Regions from separate parts of the Mus musculus genome. Here all the other regions are linked to region 1. Evidence: chromatin contacts called from public Hi-C and promoter capture Hi-C data. All regions are on one chromosome and are shown on one strand. The core of a region is the stretch at or near the end of the contact, and the rest is flanking DNA. Distances in the headings are between cores, read along the strand shown. Region 1 holds the start of Nhlrc1 (NHL repeat containing 1). Region 2 overlaps Kif13a (kinesin family member 13A). Region 3 holds the start of Dek (DEK proto-oncogene (DNA binding)).

The links. A called contact is a pair of places that touch in the nucleus more often than the background predicts. Capture Hi-C pulls out chosen DNA fragments and counts their contacts.
Region 2: a contact with region 1 is called in a Hi-C map of embryonic fibroblasts, with 2.8 times the contacts expected there. The contact joins the enhancer-like site here to the promoter of Nhlrc1 in region 1. A contact is called at or near these places in 10 of 39 promoter capture datasets (cranial neural crest, embryonic stem cells, frontonasal cranial neural crest and 7 more), 1 of 15 datasets of contacts at CTCF or cohesin (embryonic stem cells), 20 of 484 Hi-C or Micro-C datasets (the C2C12 cell line, the G1E-ER4 cell line, LSK cells and 9 more), 16 of 115 datasets of contacts at active chromatin or transcription factors (bone marrow-derived macrophages, cardiomyocytes, embryonic fibroblasts and 9 more) and 4 of 9 other capture datasets (adipose tissue, embryonic stem cells, liver and 1 more).
Region 3: a contact with region 1 is called in a promoter capture Hi-C map of adipose tissue. The contact joins the promoter of Dek here to the promoter of Nhlrc1 in region 1. A contact is called at or near these places in 3 of 39 promoter capture datasets (embryonic stem cells, liver and pre-B cells), 2 of 484 Hi-C or Micro-C datasets (CD4 T cells and muscle stem cells), 3 of 115 datasets of contacts at active chromatin or transcription factors (effector CD8 T cells, embryonic stem cells and memory CD8 T cells) and 3 of 9 other capture datasets (adipose tissue, liver and pancreatic islet).

Annotation. Positions count from the first base shown.
Region 1 is chr13:47,012,206-47,016,932 of GRCm38.p6, forward strand. Nhlrc1 (NHL repeat containing 1) reads right to left here and starts at 2,645. Exons shown (of 1, transcript NM_175340.4): 1 at 352-2,645. The coding sequence starts at 2,574. The coding sequence ends at 1,369.
Region 2 is chr13:46,905,620-46,910,346 of GRCm38.p6, forward strand. All of the region lies in intron 2 of Kif13a (kinesin family member 13A), which reads right to left. Among named protein-coding and RNA genes, the nearest start is that of Gm22960, 5.4 kb to the left of the region's middle. Within about 2 kb of position 2,467, at least 53 of the 459 cell types and tissues checked have an H3K27ac peak or open chromatin away from gene starts, as enhancers often do. A contact at or near this core is called in adipose tissue, embryonic fibroblasts, olfactory sensory neurons and 3 more, where this site is marked.
Region 3 is chr13:47,104,308-47,109,034 of GRCm38.p6, forward strand. Dek (DEK proto-oncogene (DNA binding)) reads right to left here and starts at 1,914. Exons shown (of 11, transcript NM_025900.2): 1 at 1,766-1,914; 2 at 1,265-1,430. The coding sequence starts at 1,421.

The sequences.
Region 1 (4,727 bases), core at 1,395-3,894:
GCTTCAGAGCATGTTCAAGGTCGGTCCAAGATGTACAAGACCTTGTCCCCAAACAGCCTCTTTGTATAAAAGGATATCATTTTGTTGACACAACATTAGTTCTTATCTAAAGCAAACTCTCACCTCTCAAAAGCATCCCCAGAAAACATTTTCATGCTGCCCCAGAGGTGTAAGTTATTTGGTATAATTCCAACATCCCTGAACTCAAAGATTTTTGTGCTTGCTTAAAAAAAAATAGAGAGGATCAGCATTTCACCCCAAATATTCTCCACTCCTCCCCTCAATTACAGCACTGAGGAGCCCTTACATTGTCAAGGCTGTGCTTCCATTCAAGACACGTTTCCAGCACTCTAAAAGGACGAAGACTGTTTATTAAGTACAGTGTTTGAATCACATTTCAAATTACACAGAGAAAAGCCTCCATCACAAAGTGCTTCAGGCGTCAGAGATTTACCACACCAAACAAAATCACTTCTGCCATCAATGTGCTGGGGCAAGATCTAATTAACACGAGTCTCATATGCCCATGACGCTAGCAGGCAGTGGCTCTGCAGATTTTTCTCAAATTATCACTGCGGGATAGTTCCCAGTGCCCATAGAGGAAGAAGAAAGAGGGGGAGAGAGGGAGAGAAAGAGAGGGAGAGAGAGAGAACACACTAGTCCAGCTTAGCCTCAAAATTACTAGGTAGCTAAGCTGCAGATTGCATTGAACTTCCTGCCTCCACTTCTCAGGATTTGGAGTTCTGGCACACACTATCATCCTGGCAGCCTTTGCCTTATAAGGAAAGAGCTCAACTTTGTTTCTTGTTCAAATCTTGGAACTGGTAATAAGCTATCTACTCTACCTTTGGGGGAGCTCACAGCTGAAGGTGATGGACAACTTCCCTTTTCTCCTAAAATCCCCATGAAGACCCCTTTCTTGTCTTTGTGCACTTTACCAGTTACCCACTTGTAAGGAGAACATACATACATAAGACACAGCTCACAGTTTTTGTTGTTGTTGACGACATCTAACATCATATCTAAGAGCAAGTGGTTTGGAGCCAGAACTGAATTCAACTGTCCCAGTGAATACAACTCTAAAGAAACCATACTGAATGCTCTGGGTCTGTCTTCTCATCTCCCAAGTGGACGGATAATAGGAATTAACATCGCTGTGTGTTAAGAAGCAAACAGGCTAAGATCTGCAAATTTCTTAACACGGGAACAGGCATTCACCGAATGACAAATTTAATTATTAGTCTTTTAAAACTGCCTTAGTAACTGCTTTTGCCATTCAGTTACCATTACTTCTGTCTGGATGGATGGGTGAGACCAATTCACTCCCAATGACACCAAGATTTCTGACTCCTGGCTTCAGGATCCCCATCACCCTCCGTTGCCCTCCATCACTTTAAAGACTTTTATAGAATGGGATGCAGTATCCAGCACAAGAAGAGAATTCTCCTTGGTGAAGGCCAGTGCCACAGGACGGGAGAGGCCGTGAGTGATTATAGGCTTCAGGGCTGGGAATTCTTCGGGTTTCCCCAAGCAGACGATGGCTGGACCAGAGGTGTCAGCAACAATCACGTTTCCTTGGTGATCGAAGGTCACAGCAGAGGCAGTTACTTTGGAGGGGAAGAGGAGGTTCAGCCCGAAGCTATCCACCTGGCCAATCAGCTGCATAGTGGAGTTGAACACCTTCACCCTTGTGTTGTTACAGCCAGTCCTCCCAAAGGCACAAGGATGCTCTAGGACCGCGATGGCCCCCGTGAGCCATGACACTGCCAACCCACGGGGACTGCATAGGTGAGCTTGCAACCTCTCAATCCTCCGAAGGACCCCTTCAGGGAAATCCGCTTCCAGCAGGTGCAAAGTCCCTGCCTCTGCATCAGTCACCAGGACCCCATTGTGAGGGGTGATCTCCACACCCCAAGGCAGGGAAAACTGCTTTCCCACAACCAGCTTGATCTGGCCAAAGAAATCAAACACTTTGAGGGAGCAGTCGCCAGCGTCGGTGACAACCACATGGCAGTCGTTGGTGACGGCGACATCCAGTGGGTACTTCACGTCGTGCGCTGCGTCCCCCTTTTCTCCAAACTGGTGTGCACCTCCTCCTCCGGAGTCAAAGATCTTGACCCGTCTCTTCCCGTCGTGCACGACCACTACCCGTCCGGTCTTGGGGCACAGTGCAAGCCCTGTGGGGTTCACTAGGGTCCCCCACCCGCCGAAGGCGTGGTAGCAGGTGAGAGTCCCCGGCGCGAAGGGGGCGGCGCTGAGGGCAGCCGGGGACGCGTGGAGGGTGGAGCCCAGGAGCTCCAGGAGGTGCAGCACCGGCAGGCAATCGCTGGTGTCACAGGCTCGGCAGGCCCGCCGGCAGAAGGGACACTCGAGGCCCAGCGTCCGCGGGTGCGCGAGAGCGGCGACACAGGCCAAGCAGACCACGTGGCCGCAGGGCAGGTTGCGCGGGCGCCGCTGCTGCCAGTGGCCGAACCTCTCGAAGCACACCTTGCACTCCAGCAGGCTGACCTCCGCCTCCCGCACCAGCTCGGGCCGCACCCCAGCCGCTGCCACCGCCGTCGCCTCCTCCCCCATTGCTCCCGCTGCTCCGCTGCCTCCGCGCAGCCCTCAGTCACGGCCACGGTCACGGTCACGGAGCGGGGCATGCGCTCTGACGCAGGGCGCACACTGCCACCCCCTGGCGGACGCACGACGCAGTCGTCCGCATGCGCCGTGCGCAGACCTGGGATAATCACGTCACGGGTGGAAGATTCCAGGATTAAAGATTGAGACATGTCAGCGGGTGTGGGGGCGGGGTGTGATGAGTGGGTCTCTCCGTGTCCTCCTGTAAGTGACAGCTAGTCTCTCAGGGATGGTGCCCAAACGGACTGCCAGTCAGCTTCGCTGGGAGGTGGGTACCAGGGCTAGACAGGAACAAGACATGGCTCCTAGTCTCTGTATAGTAAGATTCTGAAGACAGAGACACAAGAAAGAAGATAACTTCAAGGGGCAGATGTGCATTCCTCTCTGCTGTGTTTTTTCCTTCTTGTGAGAAGGTAGCTACGTAGACGTCAAAGAATTGGGTGTGATAGTTGTGATGCCGGGACTCAGGCGGCAGAAACAGGAGAACAGCTGTTGGTGGTTAGTTGGAGGCCAGCCTAGGCTACAGTGCCTAAAAAAACAAACCCCCAAACCAAAACAAACAAAAGAATACTTGTGAAGTGGGTTTGTGTGGAAGGGATATTTTGAAAGCTGTTAGCTTTCTCGCATGGTGGTCTACATAGTGAGTTCCAGGCCAGTTAGAGGCACAAAGGGAGACCCCGTCTCAAAAACAAACAAAACAACAACAACAAAACTTGTTAGTTAGTAGCAGTTATAGAATTCGCTCGTGCCTGCCTTCTTTTAAGTGGTTTTCATTCACTTTTATTTAAGCCTCATGGAGGCCGTGATTGGAAGGCAGGCAGTTTGACTACACGGCATCTCACTGATCATCAGATATGGTTTTGTATGACAAATGTTTGAGTCTCCTTGGCAAAGGCTTAACTGCACCAGTGTGGGCTGAGGGGCACTGTGAAGGGGATTATAACGTACAGGTAAGTTCGAGCCAGCGGTTCCTCCCTGCAATGCCTTCCATCCCGAGAAAGATTGAAAGTAAAGGGGCTGAAGCGATGGCTCAGTGGTAAAGAGTGCTTGCTGCCCTTCTGGAGGACATGAGTTCAGTTCTCCGCACCATCTGTAACCCCAGCTCCAGGGAATCCAGAGTCCCCTTCTGGTCTCCATGCATTTGCAAACGTGTGAGATACATTCACATAAACATATACACCTGCAAATAAATAAGTATAGGAAATATTTCAAAACTGGAGAAATGATTGACAATAAAGATGATCGTGGAAGTATCCTAATCTTATGGTCAGTATAATCTTCCGAAATCCATTGGGGGTATTCAAAGCTCTCATTTTCGGAGTTAACTGTCTTACATGAACAAGGTGCTGGCCAAAACCATGTATTAGAACATTCTTATTCACAAAAAGGCTGTGATCATGATTGGTTACCCTCTTGTTCCATAGACTTCCAAGAAACTGGAGGACTCAAGCCTGTGTTAACACTCTTCGAGAGAGAAATTCTTTGGAAGGCCAAGGAAAACAAGCAGTTTTTTTTTTTCTTTTTTAATCAACTACTACATATCTCAGAGATTGAATGTTAGACCAGAATAACCAAGCTGATACTATGATTTCAAAATGCATTTCCATTCTAAATAAGACACCAACTAAAATAATATCTCATAGAAAGTTTTTTTATTAGTAATTTAAAAAAACTGTTTTTTATTAGTGTGTGTGCACGAGGCTGTCTGTGTGTCTGTGTGGACGTCTGTGTGAACCTCTGGAGGCCAGAAGAGGATGTTAGATACCCGAGAGCTAGAATTATAGGCAGGTGTGAGCCACTGAATGTGGGAGGGTTCCTAATGTGGATTCTCCAGACTGGGCAGCCAGCGTTATGTAACTATTGAGCAACCTCTCCAGCCCCTCAGAAATAATAAGAAAATAGATTTATTTTACTTTTTGTGTATAAGTGTTTTCTCTACAGTATGCCTGGTGTCATAGGAGGTCGGAGCGGGGCTGTCGGTTCCAGGAAACTGGAGTTACAGATGGCTGTGAGCCACAATATGGATCCTGAGACTCAAACCCAAGTCTTCTGCAAGAGCAGCAAGTGCTCTCACGTTAAGCCTTCTTTCCAGCCCCTCAGAAACA
Region 2 (4,727 bases), core at 1,217-3,716, 110 kb before region 1:
GGCCTCACTCCTGCAGGACTCACGTTTGGTTCCTGCCGTTGGTTTTGTCTTATGAATGACAATGTGATTGATGAATGAGGCTTACACTATCTGTCTGCCCCAAAGCTTCTTATGTGGGTGCGGATGATTATTCAGACTGCAGATCTCCCTATCCCTTTACCTCCTACCCTGCTCAAGGCACACACACATGATCTTCGTCCCAGAGTTGTATTACACAGCCTGGAAGTCTAGATAATACAGAGTGTGCTTCCCATGACAAGCTGAGACCCCAAACAAAAGGGAAGAAACTTTGGGTCATAGTGCACATCTGGAATCTCCGCACTTGGGAAGTAGAGGCAGGAAGGTCAGGAGTTCAAGACCAGCTTGGGATACAAAGTGAGTTCTAGGCCAGCTGGATGTACACAGTGAGTTTAAGGCCAGATACATAGTGAGTTCGAAGCCAGCTTGGGATACATGAGAGTCTGCCCCCCCAACCCCCCCAAAAAAAGGAAGTGTGGGGGAGGGAAGGGGAAGAGGAAGGGGAGAAAAGGGAAATAGAGAAAAAGCAGTTTGAAGCCGAGGATGTGAGGCTGAGGATGTAGCTCAGTGGAGAAGTGCATCTTGGGATGTGCAAGCTGCTGGATTCGATCCCTAGCACCACAAGAGAGAAGGCAGGAAGAGAGAGCAAAGGGGCACAAGACATGAAGTGAGCATGCTCAAGCACATGAGACGACGAGAGGAGAATTGTATTTTTCACATGACACTTCACCAATGACTCAGGTCCCAGAAACCACCTGGGTGATGGTGGCATTCAATACCCTGATGCTGGCTGGCCATGGCTACACGGTGCACTCAACTGTAAAAACTCAAGAAGGCCACCCTTGAATGGGTGCATTTTAGCTTAGGTAAATTATACCTTAATAAAGTTGGGTTGAAAGTCTATTATCCAGGATCTAATTATTCAGGTTGGGGCAAATCAGCTTCATTAACTCCTTTCATTCAGTTTAAACTGCCTGCATTGTAGCTGCCCCATTAATTCTTATAGAACATAAAACTTAAAAAAAAAATAAATGCCAATGTTGTTCAGGTAAGTCTACTTTTCTAGTTTTCACAAGCTGTGATCATTTGCTGACCTGAAAAGGTAGCCTAATAAATCTTTGCTGTGGCTCTTAAAAGTTGACAGCAGGGGACTGGAGAGATGGCTCAGCGGTTAAGAGCACTGACTGCTCTTCCAGAGGTCCTGAGTTCAATTCCCAGCAACCACAAGGTGGCTCACAACCATCTGTAATAGGATCCAATGCCCTCTTCTGGTGTGTCTGAATACAGCTGCAGTATACTCATATAAATAAATAAATAAATAAATAAATCTTTAAAAAGTTGACATCATCAGCTGAAGGTATGGCTCCTTTTACCTTATATTCTATACTTTAGGGTGGTGGTTGGTGGTGGTGATGGTGGTGATACTGATAAATTACTTAGTGAGCCATTGGGGTAAAATAACAGGAAAACAATGTATAAAAACTATGGAAGCGTCTGTTGCTATAAGAAATAAAATCTGTGTGTGTTGGGGGTGGGGGTGGGGTTCCACAGAGATCTAGCCATGCTGCTTTCTCAAAGGGGAAGAAGCATTTTCAGGAACTGTTGGGAAGTAAATAGAAGCAGGCAGATGACACTCTAGGCAGATTTTGCATGCACGTTAGTACATAAGGGACACTGCCATCTGCACAGCTCCAGATCTGGCTCTAGTTAATCCCATGGAAGTGTATTTTAGAAAGCACTTTCTAGGAAAGTACAGAGATATCCACTGAAGCTTGTGTGCCATCAACGAAAGGCTTCCTGGGATCCTCCGTGAACTGCCTCTTAGCACTTCTTCATGCTGTGTGGGATCTATCTAAGTCATGCCCAATCTTTACCTGTTTAGACAAATATAACTTGGTGATAAAGAAATGTCACTGCCATCACTCTGGGTGGTGCACTGTGACCACCCCACCCTTGGGAGGCCAGGGAAGGAGAGTTTTGAGTTCAAGAAGAGCATGGGCAATTTCAGTGAGACTCTCTAAGGTTAAAAATCAATCAATAGGGAGGACTCACAAGGGGATGTCTCTGTAGCATCCACCAGCGCTATGATCAATCCCTAGTATTGAAAAAGAAAGGAAGAACACAGGGAGAGGGAGAGGAGAAAGAAATGTGTCCACCAAGGCCAAGCACACAAACCCTCTGAAACCTGACTATCCAAGTACAGCATTCAAATACAAAAAGAATGTGGGTAGAACAGAGCTCTTGTCCCTTGTCACATCTCTGACAGGCCATTTCTGTAGCCAGCACCTCGGCAGTTATTCAGAGAACCCAGACTTCTGGTTCCTGGTCTTTACAAAAATCTCACATAGCTTTCCCTGAGTCAAAAGTTCCATTCTCCTTTTAGCAGCAGGAAAGGGGGAAAATATTACAAGTGACTCAAAACAAAGCTATCCGAGTGCGCGTTAGCGGGCGTTTCCAGGGCAACCCAAGATGCCTGCGATGCCGACTCCCTTGACTGGCCCGGCACTGAGTTTGATTTGCCCTGTTCATTTATTTCAGACTCACCGTTATAGTAACAGATACATTCATTTTAGCACTAACTTTAAATTGATGTAATAACACAAACTCAACAAATTCAAAGGTACCAATCTGAGCCCAGAGAAGTGGCAGGTTAAGATATCTGTTGCCAAGCCTGGCATCTATGTTCAATCCCTGGGATGCAGGCGGTCCTCTGACCTCCACAGGTATGCCATGGTATGCAAGCATCTTCCAACACACACACACACACACACACACACACACACACACACACACACGTAGATGAATGTAATTTTCTTTAAGTGCTAGTTTGGTACAGGGTTAAAATTTTGTACCTACATAGGTGGAAAAACAGAGGTGAAGCTAAAATGAAAACCATCAATGGTAGCTCATGGAAATTATGTGTAATTTATTTCATTTCCTCTAAGGTGACCCCACACTACAGCCTGAGTATACACGAGAAACACCCTGGTATGCCCATTTGGAGTTTGTTTCTTATTTTGGTTTTTTCCCCCCATTAAAAGCATATTTTATTTTTTGAAACAGTAAGTATTCAGGATTGTGGAACATGTTTTTGGCAGTGATTGTGGCATGTTTTGGCAAATCCAAAAGTTCTGAGGACTAGCTAAAGGAACACAAGCAAGAAGACACTCAAGCTGGGTACGGAAAGGAACACCTGAACTCTGGCACTTGAGAGGATCAGGAGTTTCATGTTTAATAACCAATGTCTTGGCTGTAAGTGAGTTCAAGGCCAGCCCGGGCTGTATGAGACCCTGCCTCAAAAATGAAGAGGAGATGAAGAAGAAGGGGAGAGAGAAAGAGGAAGGAAGAGAAGAGAAGAGGAGGAAAGGGAAGAAAGAAAGGACAAGACAGAGTCTTGAGGGCTAAGAAGGACGATCTGTGTATACACCAAAAAAAATTAAAAATAAATAAAGGAGAGGGTGACTAATAAGCAGAGCATCTGTGACAGCTACTCTAAACACGTGACATGCCTGGGGGTTTCACACGGACCAGCACAGTCACCTGACTGCACCCTCCTACCTTGATCACTGTGAGAGGTAATTTCAAGGAATCTTTGTTCCACTACTTGTGTAATCCCCCTGTCGTACGGCTCCGACTCACATGCAGAATTGGTCACTAAAGCAGCTGCCACTGAGAGCGTTATCGAGCTCACTTGAAGTTGCGGGTGACAGCACATGGAGTGGAAGCAGCTCACCCAAGGTCACCCAGCTTCGGCAAGGTCACCTGGCTAGTGTTCCTAACACTAAAGAAGAACAGAAAACTCAGGATCCAGCCTGGCTCTGCAGATGCTGGGCTCCCTTGCAGTACAGATGCCTTCTCAGAAGCGAGGTAGCCTGAAGGGGAAAGTTTGCAGACAGGAGATACTAACACAAGAGGGAGAGAAAACGTCAACAAGGTGGAACTGTGCTCAGACTAAACCTCCAGCACAGGGTGCCTAGCGGCGGTACACATAGCAACCACTTCCAGAGCTTTAAGGAGTTATGTATCCCAGTGGTATAAATTACTGCACACCAACCATGAAATGCATTAGACGGTTGACAGTCTGATGAGCAAACCATATTTATCTCTAACCTACATTTTGTAAGTTTTCAAATAGCTGCTGTGTTTATAATGAGAATAAATGACACTAAGAGCAAAGAAGTTGCTGGAGGAAAGAAAGAAAGAAAAGAAGGAAGGAAGGAGGGAGGAAGAAAGGAGGGGCTAGGGGTCATTTATTTCCCCTGCACAGGCAGATGTTAGCTATGAGTACCTGAAAAGGCTCAGGCAGCATCGTTAGGATTAAGCATAACAACAACAAAAGATTGGAGTCATAGTTTAGAGATGATAATGTAGTAGCAAGCATGAAGCCACTGTTTGACCCCCAACCCTACAAACAACAAGGCCAGAACTAGAGCCATTTATTTCATCTACGGCTGAGTCATATGAAAAGTGCTCAGAATTAGAGAAGACAGAGAGAACCCAACTCAATCACCCAGAAAGAATGGGAAACCAAATTTGTCTAAGTCAGAGAGAAACAATGGAAAAACATTGTAACAAAGATCCTGTGGAGTCCAGGAACCAAGAAGACATCTGCTTAGTCTCCAAGGCTACACCAGCATCCAGGCTGCTGCCGACCACTATTTCCCAGCAACTTTTACTTCCCAGAGTGCTCAGTGTGGTTTCCATCTCTC
Region 3 (4,727 bases), core at 664-3,163, 91 kb after region 1:
TCTAGGCTCCGCCCAACAGTTACCTAGCAACAGCCAGGTAGGCCTGGCTGGCTATAAAAGGGTCTATTTGTACTCTCTTAACTCTCTGCCCCCTTTCACTTTCTCCCCTTCCCCTCTCTCTCCACGTGTTCCTGGCTGCTCTCTCTCCTCCCCTGCCCCAAATAAACTGTTCTACACTACACTTATCTATGGCTGGTACCTCAGGGAGGAGGGATGCCTTAGCACACACTGCCATCATACCATGCTCTAAAACACCACATCATTGACTTTATAGAACACACCAATTATAAATAATCTAAAAGCAATTTAAACAATTCTTATTAAGATTTATAATTAAAGCCAAGGTTGTACTTAAATGACACGCTCCCATAAGGTCTTAGAGCACATACCACTTCAAATAATAAGTATGCCTTGTCCTCTTAACCTAGATGGTATTTATAAAAAAAAAAAAGAAGAAAGAAAAGAAAGAAAAGAAAAGAAATGACAGTTTGGGAAGAGCACTTTAACCTTTAGGCCTGCTCCCAAGTCTGGCTGAGCTGTGGCCATCTGCACCATTAAGCTAGATTGTGAAGCTGTGCCTTGGATTTTCCAATAGCTGAGCCTGTCGGGTAGACTGATGCATGCACTCTGACTGACACAATGCTTCTTCGCCCCGCTCTGCCTCTACTCAAATGAGGCTTCTTACCACCCTCCTTGGGTCAGAATCAGTCCCCAAAACCGAGAGAGCTGCGGGCTCCCGTTCTAACTTTCAGTTCAGTTTTCTCATTTTTAAACTACTTTCTCCAACAGCAACAACTTTCACGGCAAAGAAAAGCACTCCCACAAGAACCCTTATGGGGGAGGGGCGGGGGAGGGAATCAGCAGCTACACACAGCCGAGAATATGGAAATGAAAACATTTCCAGGATTTGCAAGAATGCCTTGCAGTGTTGTTTCGTTACGGAACCTCGGGGTAACTTCAAAAAGCGGATCTCAGACTTACAAACTCCCTAAACGAACGACGAAGTGTTCTGAAGGCGCATCGGGAAAAGGCTCTTGCTACACTTGCACCGAAACCTTGGCAAATACTCAAAAAAAAAAAAAAAAATCCAGATTCTCTGCCACTGATTGTTAGCATTCGCGTGAAATCCACCACTCCGACTTGACGCCTCTAAGCGTTAAAATGCAAGATAACTGTTTCCCAAAAGGAGCGAGGGAAGGGGAAACTTTTGATGTGGGAAAAAAAAAAATCCACCCGTGAGGGATGCGTATCCCTGCCCACCCACCTTTTTCTTCCTCCTCGTCCTCTTCATCATCGTCTTCGTCATCCTCCTCCTCCTCCTCACTCTCTTCCCTGGGACCCGGCATCTCGGGTTCCTTCTCGGATGAGGGCGGCACGGGGGCGTCCTCTCCCTCCGCAGCGGGGGCCGCCGCCGCCGACATGCTGGGGGCCTGCGGGCGGGGAGGAAGCCGCACGCTTCGGTTCTCTCGCTCGCGCGGGCATGGAGCGTGCCGAGCGCCCAGCGTCAGCTCCCCTCCAAGTCGCCTACCCTGGGTCTGTCACTCGGCCCGCCTCCCCGGGGATGCCCGAGGCGGGAAACCGCACCGCCCTCTCAGCCGCCCGCGCGCGCTCCCGCCCGGCCTGCGCCGCCCCGGGCCGGCTCGGGCCCGGCCAGTGTGGCCCAGGCGAGCCGAGCCTTGCGAGTCCCCTCCCCCGCGGCGGGCCTCAGTGCTTCTGGCCGCGTCCCCTCCCCGCTGCCCCGGCGCCTCCCCGCCGCCGTCCTCACCGCGGGTGCGCACGAGAAGGCCGCCGCTGTGTAGAAGTCGCGCGGGGCCGAGGTCCTCGCGCCGCGCGCTCGCTCTCTCTCGCGCTCTCTCTCTCCCCGCTCCTCAGAATCAACAAGATTTTCAAAATGGCGGTTCGGGAAGCAGAGCGGGAAGGCGCCGGCCAATCAGCGCGCGGCGCTGGGAGTTGGCGCGCGCGGGAGGGCGGGCGGGAGGCGGGGCGGCGGCGTCTCTCGCGGGCTGCCCGGGCGGGGTCTCGGGGGGTCTGCGGTCCGCGGGAGGACCCGGGTCGCGGCGTCCGGCGGGTGGCTGGGTGGGTGCACGGGGTGGCGGGCGGGCGCGAGCCGGGGCCTCCGCGCTGAACGGTTGGACGCTAGGGGGCCTGCGAGCTTCCAGCCTCCCGATCCCGGGAGAAAAATGACCGGCCGTCCTGGGCCGCGGAGCCGGGGAGCGTCTGGAGGTGACGAAGTTGAGGGATCCGCCGAAGTCTTTCTCGACTCGACTTCACGCGGCGATCACCCCGCGGACGGGGTTGATTCGGAGCCACCACGTTTGTTTCCGAGGGGTCGTTCGAGATGAAGGCTTCCAAATGAGACCTACTTGCGAGGCTTCCCGTCGCCGGTACGCTGCACCGTGACAGGGACCCACCACGTTAAGTGCTCACACCACCAGCGACATAAATAGGTTTCAAACCGGTGAATGTTAGACAGATTCACCCTCTTCCTTTCTCTAGCCCCCTTGGTCTCCCCTATAATGCAGATACGGTATTTGTCCAGCCACACTCTCCTGTCAAGAATTCTAGGCAAGCCCTCTGATACCTTTTAGAGTCCACAGTTTAAAAGCAACATTTCCTTACGTGCTCTCCTATGTGATTGTCTTCATTTTTTCCCTACCCTGAGAATAATCTCCCTCCCTCCCTTTTTTTTATCCAGTCAACCTGGTGGAAATATGATTGGTTTCATTTGCCATAATAGTCTCCAAGTTGAGGGACAAAAGTTAGACTTTATTTTCTTCTGTGCCCCTTTTGTAAACATACGCAAAGTCCTGCTATTTTTGCTTTCAGATCTTAAGCCATCTCCCATTCTACTGATTCTGCTCACCTTTCTTTGTTTTTTAGTTTGGGTTGCAACAGAGCCCTTTCCAAGGGCTACTCTCTCTGCCTTTTCCCACTAATCACACCTCAGCCAAAGCTATTTTATTTAGTTTGATCTTCTGCTTATAAGCCTCAGATGGTCCCATCATAACTTGGAATAACCTCCAAATTTCCATATCACAACGTGTAAGATGCTACTTAACTGGCTGCTGACCCTCTGTCTGATGGCTCCCTGACACAGTTGGCCTGTCAGTCACACATGCCTTCCCTCATGTTCCTGCACATGGCTGTCATTCACACTATCTAGGATTTACTCTTCCACTGCCAGGGCTGCTCCTTCCTATTGTCATCAATGAACTCGGTCCTTCCCATCACTTATCTCTGGTCAAGTATTTCTCTTACCTCCAGGCCATCACTGTTTTGATACCATTCTCATCCGTTCCTTTATAAGTACCGAATCCTCTGTCCATCATAACAGGCCTGCCATCTTGAAGACGAGACTGTAGTTGAGACATTAAGCAAAAATACATAGATTGTGTGGTAGTGATGCAGCAGTCACAGGGGGATCTGGAGTACCAGCAGGGGGGCTTTCCTTTTAAAAGGTCAGTGATTAAAGGAATGAGAGCGGAGAGAGACATGGTATGCTCTAAAGGATTATCTAAGCTGGGCAGTGGTGGCGCACACCTTTAATCCCAGCACGTGGGAGGCAGAAGCAGGTGGATTTCTGAATTTGAGGCCAGCCTGGTCTACAGAGTGAGTTCCAGGACAGCCAGGACTACACAGAAAAACTCTGTCTCGAAAAGCCAAAACAAAACAAAAAAACAAAACCAAAAGGATTATCTACATTACTGGACATGGGAAATAAGGGATAAGAGGATGAGAGTGAAGAGACGACATATTGGGAGAAGGAAGATTTTAGAGATGTTAGGATTGAGATTTATGATCACCAAAGTGAAAATTACAAATAAGCTGTCTTAGGGTTTTACAGCTGAGAACAGACACCATGACCTAAGGCAAGTCTTACAAGGACAATAATTGAGGCTGGCTCACAGGTTCATAGGTTCAGTCCATTATCATCAAGGTGGGAGCATGGCAGCATCCAGGCAGGCATGGTGCAGGAGGAGCTGAGAGTTCAGATGAGAGTACATCTTCATCTGAAGGCTTCTAGTGGAAGATTGGCTTCCAGGCAGCTAGGATGAGGGTCTTCAAGCCCATACCCAGTGACACCCATATTCAACAAGGCCACACCTAATAGTACCACCCCCTGGGCCAAACATATATAAGCCATAACATAGGCAGATGGACATGAATGTCTAGAGTTTAGAGGAAGAAGCAAGCAGGAGCTCACAATACAAACTTAGCCACTGTCAACATGTGGTTGGCATACAGAGCCCCAGCACTGAATGATGTCACTTATAGGATGAACAAAGGTAGCGATAGAAATTAAGTAGCAAGGAGAGATAGTCTCAAGACTGAACCTCTGAATACTACAGGCTTATGAGTTCAAAAGAGGAAGGCAAGCCAGCTAAGAAGCTGTAGATCAACAGTAGCCAGTGGTAGAGGAGAATCAGAGCTGTGTCCCAGAAGCCAAATGACTTCTTCACTAATAGTGCCTTCCAAAGAGTGTGACCAACTGGGGGAGATGTGAATGAAGAATTGAGCATTGAGTAGAACCGTATTCTCCATGACTGGAAAGAACTGCCTCTGTTAGGTAGTAGGTGTGAAGGTGCTAGGAGTGGGGCTAAAAGGTGAATTCAGACCCTCTCCAGGAATTTGGCTTTACATTGAGTATAAGAAAGCAATAGTTCAAAGGGACCCTCCTTTTGAAGGAAGAAGATATTACTGTTTTATGATGGCAGTGACTTGGGAAA